Regions from separate parts of the Gossypium hirsutum genome. Here region 2 is linked to region 1. Evidence: chromatin contacts called from public Hi-C data. All regions are on one chromosome and are shown on one strand. The core of a region is the stretch at or near the end of the contact, and the rest is flanking DNA. Distances in the headings are between cores, read along the strand shown.

Region 1 (3,247 bases), core at 522-3,021:
AAGACCCAAACGAGCTAGATAAATAATCCGATTTTAAATGGGTCTGGTCATTATGTAATAGAAAATTTTATGAAAATATAATTTAGTATCAAAATTATGGATAAAAATATGCTTTAAGCAGGGACAGCAGGAGAGGAGGCAGGGCCCTGGTGCCTCCAGAAATTAAAAATTTTATATAGTTTTAAAATTTAAAAAATAGAGATTAAATTTTTGAAAATAATAATACAAGGGTTAAATTTTAAATTTGTGAAGACTTTATGGACTTATAATATATTTTAACCTAAAATTATTGATTCTAGGCTAAACTAATTAATCAAAGCTGTCAAATTTTAATTAGAAATTATTCATGTAAATTTGGTATTTAGTTTACTATATTATATTAAACTAGGGTTTATATTTGAAGCAAGGTATTTTAGTTTACTAATTAAATTTTTTTTACATTTTTCTTAAGAGTAATTAGTTGAAAAGTAGTGGTAATTCTCGGAGTCCATTAATATTCTTTGACAATTTTGTACCCCAAAAAAAGAAAAAGAAAAAGAGATATTCATGATAATAGTAAATATATTTTCATAATATCTATATCAACTTCATTGCTATAATCAAGAAAGACGTTTTATTTAATTTCGTTAAGAACTATGTCTGAATGTAGACATTTTCCCACCACAAAATGGAAAACTGAAACATATCCTTGATTCGCCTGTCACTCAAATATATATATATATAAATTCTCTCTTATGAGATTCATATCTAATATTATATTGGACACAAATTTAAATATTGACATGAAATATGGTCTCTTAAATATGTTAAGAATTGGAAAAAAGAATCAATTATATTTGTATCAGTCATGGAATGCAAAAACTGAAACTATTCTTGTAAAACCCGTGAAGAATTAGATTGAAAGAAATTTGATGGATGCATGCCTATATTTCATGCTCAAAGACTATCTTCACTAAATTTAGAAACAAAAAACATATGGGTAAATTACACCATTCATCATTAAATTATAAATAAGTTTTTGTTTTATCATTGAATTATTCGAAAATTTTTATTTAAGTTATTGGGTGGTTAAGTTTTTTTTCTTTTAAAGTTTTGCCAACGAGCTCCAAACAATGATTTGCTGATCAGTGAGGTGGATCAGTAGAACATACTTTAAATTCAAGTTGATCTGACGGTCAGTGTTGAAGATCAAAGAAAAAAGCTTTGGTTCACAGATTTGTGATGTCTAAAGTTATTTTATGAAAAACAAAACTGAATTGTAAAAGAGAATGAGAGAAAGGGCTTTCGACTGGTGCAAACACTGCGAATAGAGAAAAGCATAAATCATTGATTTTAACAGCCCATGACTAATGGTGTAGTTTACCCAGCATAATTAAATCGTATGATAAATATGATCATACCAGGAATATCCCAGGGCTCGCACTTATTGAGATCAACTTCAATCATGAGTTGGAAGGTATCAGTTAAAGCCACCTTCCTCATCAAATAATCACAAACAAGCTCTTCATCTCTAGGATGGAACCTGAACCCTGCTGGCAACTTGGCTTCTACCAACCTTATGTTACTCATATTTTTAAAGCTTCAATAGAGGCAAACACAGAAAGAAAATTGGCTTTGCAAAAATGAGGTATTTGAGATAAGGAGAAGGCAGGGAAGAAGGGGGAAGCCTTAGGAGAATAAATAAACAAGTTAAGTCAAATGGGTAAAATGGATACAAAGGCTTAGGTGTTAATTATTTGGATGATTTCAGACCTCAGCTATCATCAGCAATTTGGCAATTGTTGCCAACCTACTGGCTTTTGTATATATATGCATATGCTTCTAAATTGTAATTATACAAAACCCTCTTTCGTCATTGTGTCCTTTTCATTCCTTTAAAATTCTAAAGGAAAACGAGAACCTCTCATGATAAAGTTGGCCCATACAACCAAATTAAATGGGGAAAAAATTTATGCTGGCCTCATCAAATCCAATAATTTACATTTTGTTTTACCCATACCTTTCTAATTGTGAACTCAATTTTTAACTCCTATAAAGTGATAGTTTCTTCAATATTTTTTTTAATTATGATAAAAATTATAATGAGAATTCTTAAAATTAGATATTTATAAAAATCACAACACCCACCTTTTTTTTTTCATTTTACTATGCTATTACAAGTAAAGGGTAAAAAAAATCCTACAACCCATATTTCAATTAATTCTCAATACTACCAATCAATTGCCATACACTAAAAATCCTACAACGAAAATACATATACATTTTATTTTTCATTTATTCTGACGATAGTCATCACTTGTATTTATATATATAAATTCTTTTAAACAATATTTATTACTTTTTTCTATTATTAAATCCTTGAAATAATAAATTTTAAATTATTATACTTCTTGATATTATACCCTTTGAAGTGGGTATCTTTTCATATTCAACTAGTATCTTATATTCTTTTAACTAGTTTATATACACTTGTATAATGTATAAGTTGATAGTGTGTATTATTTAAAATTTAAATAATTAAAAGTTTTATCGTATGATATTATTATAGTTTTCAAAATATGGAAAATATTGTCTCTTCTTTTCATATAAGTAATTTATTGTGTGATTACAACAATAAATTTTATTGATATATATAAGGTGAATTACAATAACAAAACAAAACTCAAACAATAAATGCAACTGGTACAGCTCAAACTTAGGCCACACTTGGGACGACCATCACATAAGATTTGATGTGTTACATATTTGAGTTAATTTGAAGTAGTAAAAAATGATAAATTCGATTATTTATTTTGATAGCATGAAAAATTTAAAATAATAGTAAATGAATGAATAATGAAGTAATTAAATAGAGGAGTATTCATAAATATTAGAAAAACTTATGGTAAATATTGTATGGGATAAGTAAATATATGGCATTAAATAGGCAAATAACTGTTTTGTGAAAAATTATTAGATTGACCCTTTGGATCACATAGGATATGGGTCGAACCAATAAAATTAAAACATGTCCATATTTTTGCAATCTTAATGACTAATTCTTCTAATCCTTTTGTAACTCCGACACAAAGTAAAGGACGAAAAAATTCACAATCATTGGAGCATATTGTCGGCACACATAGTAGTCATTGAATTATCTAATCTAAACCTTTAAAAAAAATAACCGCGAATGTATTGGATCCATGAATCAACCAACGGAGAGTGATGAGAGAATTCCATTTTCTAGGTCGTGAAAGCATAGAAAGCT
Region 2 (3,152 bases), core at 347-2,846, 310 kb before region 1:
TTCTGCTTTGTCCTGTTCTAGTTGGGTTGTGTTGTTCTATTATATTACACTTGCTATTAGATTCGCTGTGTTTATTCTGATTTATATACTATGTTTTGTTAACTATAATTGATGTTGGTTATACACTGGGCTTTATAGCTCACCTTTTGTTTTGTCTTTGTGTGTTCAAGTAAGTCTCTAACTTTGGACCGGATGGTGTGTGGGAGCTAGGATTGTTTTGCAATAATGTAAAAAAAATTTTGGTCTTTTGAGTTTGTAATCTATTTCTGAGCTCGTATTAGTTTTTGCTAAATTCATCAGTAGTTGATAATTTCTAACACTAAACTACAAAATCACTCAAGTCGACAAAATGAATTTTGATTCTCAACGTGAAACTTTGAAAAGAGTTTTCACCACGAATCAAGTAAAGTTTTGAATATTTTCTGAATAATTACTGAAATCAATTTTCAATACGTTGGTGCAACCCGTCCAGATTTGGCTTGAACTCCTATGCTAGGTTTGGGGTGTTACATTTACCAGAATATCTAACAATTTACCAAATTTTCTATCATTTTACCAATATTTTCTAAGATTTTACTAATATTTCCAAATTTTCTAAATTCTACATCAAGTCTTAACAATTACCAAAATTTCTATGACTTTACCAATATTTCTAAGAACTTACCAATATATATCTAACGATTTATCAAAATTTTTATCTTTTTATCAATATTTATGAGACTTCACCAATATTTTCAAATTTTCTAAACACCATGTGAAGTCTTAACAAATACCAAAATTTCTATGACTTTACCAAAATATCTAATGATTTACCAAAATTTCTAAGGACTTACCAATAAATCTAACAATTTACCAATATTTCTGAGAATTTACCAAAATATCTAACAATATATCAAAATTTCCATCGATTTACCAATATTTTTGAAACTTTACCAATATTTCTATGAATTTACCAAAATATTTGGCGATTTACAAATATATCTAACAGTTTATCAAAATTTATAAGGATTTACCGATATGTCTAACAAATTATCAAAATTTTTAAGGTTTTACCGAAACATCTAATGATTTACCAAAATTTTTAATGTTTCACAAAAATATCTAACGATTTACCAAAATTTCTAAAATTTTACAAATACTTCCAGATTTTCTAAACCTTATACCAAATCTTAACAAGTACCAAAATTTCTCTAACTTTACCAAAATATCCAATGACTTATCAATATATCTAAAGATTTACCAATATTTCTAAGGATTTATCAACATATTTGAAGATTTTACTAATATTTTCAAAATTTCTAATGGTATACCAAATCTTAACAATTATCAATATTTCTAATGATTTTATCATAATTTGTATGAATTTACCCATATTTTTTTGGATTTACCAAATTATCTAAGATTTTATCAATATTTCTATCAATTTATCAATTTTTATATGAACTTACTAAAATATCTAACATTTTACCAAAATAATTAATTTATCAAAATACCTAAAACTTTTTTATTTTTATTTTTATTTTTATTTTTATTATCAATATAACCAAACCTCAAACATTGTATCAAAATTCTTAAAATCTCTATTTTAACCGGTAACCTATAAGCATTTTGTAAACTTTTTATGTAGGAGCGTACTGGTGGAAGTGCCGGAATGGCACGCTGCACGGTTTAATTCAAAAGAATATTCCAACACAAAAAATAAATTTAAATATGAACCAAATAATTTCACCTTCTTTCTCATTTAAAAAATTATAAAAAAAAACAACCCTAAAATTATGTCGCCGCCGCAGCCGAACGGAAAACCCCAACAACCGATTTCCCGGCGAATTGTCCGAATTACCGTTACCGACGCCGACGCTACCGACTCTTCCAGCGACGAAGAAGCGGCCTCTCCGAAGAAAATCCAAAAGCGACCGAAGAAAAAGCTTGTCAACGAAATCACTATCGGAGTTTCGACAAAAGAGAACGACGTAATAGCTGGGTCGAGCCAGAGCAAGGTGAAGAGGTACCGAGGGGTTAGACAAAGGCCGTGGGGGAGATGGGCGGCGGAGATTAGGGACGGAAGGAGGATGAGGCTTTGGCTGGGGACTTTCGATACGGCGGAAGAAGCTGCCGTTGCTTATGATCAAGCGGCGGTTAAGCTGCGTGGACCTAACGCTCCTACTAACTTTAAGTTGCTTGATTGCAACGCTGTTCAGTCCTGAATTTTCTGTAAATGTTAACCTTCTTTATCCCCTTTTGCCCTTTGGTGTTCTCGATGTTTATGTTATTAGGGCTTTTTAGTTTTTGTATCTTTGACTTTATGCATGTAATAACCTGCGAACATTTGTTCCTCTTGTTTTCTCCTTCATCGGATCATGATATTGTACATCTTTTTTAACACCATTTCCTACTTTGTAAACTAGAACTAACGATTTTTGTTAACTAAATTTGAAGAAGCGTTCAAAGTTCAAGGTAATTTCACCATCCTTTCTCCTCTTGTAAACCTTAAAAATGGTGTCAGAAATTGAACTGCCACGAGCAACGCGATTATTTCATATTTTGTTTTTTTTTTCAGGTGGAAGAATGTAAAGCAAAGAAAACCAATCTGCTAAAGGTACATATGTCCTTGCTTTGACTTGGTTTTTGTTTCTTTGAAATTTTCTTTACCATTTTTGTTTTTATGTTCTTTTATGTTACTTTGAGTTCTTGGAGGTAGCCATCACGTCAGTTGTTTTCTTGTACATATTTTGACTCTTGTTATTGGAAATTTTTATTCTATCACCGATCAATTTGTGTTAAATTTCTAAAGTCGGTAGATTTTTAAGGATTTTTTTGTCTTCTAATATAGAAGTGAATGAATAGTTATTGATTTGTAAATGAGTGAAAGTTGAAGCAATTGGGATTCTTAGTACTTATCAAATATAGATGTTTAAGTTAATTATGCACTTTCCCCATTACTGATAGAGTACAGCGAATGTTTTTGAAATTTAGACCAGAAGTAATTTTATAGGATATAAAATGGTTAAATTTCAAAGCAAGAAGCTCAATTCGTCGAGTGGATCTATGGATGGAGTTTATGTGAATGTGATGTTTGTAACTTGTGTTCTCATTATTGGTTAAGGTGCTTTTGAAAGGAGCAGGAATGCCAAAGTGGTAGTACAAAGGGCACG

Evidence for each region. A called contact is a pair of places that touch in the nucleus more often than the background predicts.
Region 2: a contact with region 1 is called in a Hi-C map of petal, with 3 times the contacts expected there. The contact joins the promoter of LOC107903817 here to the promoter of LOC107948484 in region 1. A contact is called at or near these places in 2 of 34 Hi-C or Micro-C datasets (leaf and petal).

The regions. Positions count from the first base shown.
Region 1 is chrD05:53,101,964-53,105,210 of Gossypium_hirsutum_v2.1, reverse strand. It overlaps LOC107948484 (NAC domain-containing protein 21/22), which reads right to left and starts at 1,771. Exons shown (of 6, transcript XM_016883048.2): 1 at 1,401-1,771. The coding sequence starts at 1,569.
Region 2 is chrD05:53,409,548-53,412,699 of Gossypium_hirsutum_v2.1, reverse strand. It overlaps LOC107903817 (ethylene-responsive transcription factor ERF070), which reads left to right and starts at 1,596. Exons shown (of 4, transcript XM_041092162.1): 1 at 1,596-2,454; 2 at 2,558-2,596. The coding sequence starts at 1,776. The coding sequence ends at 2,204.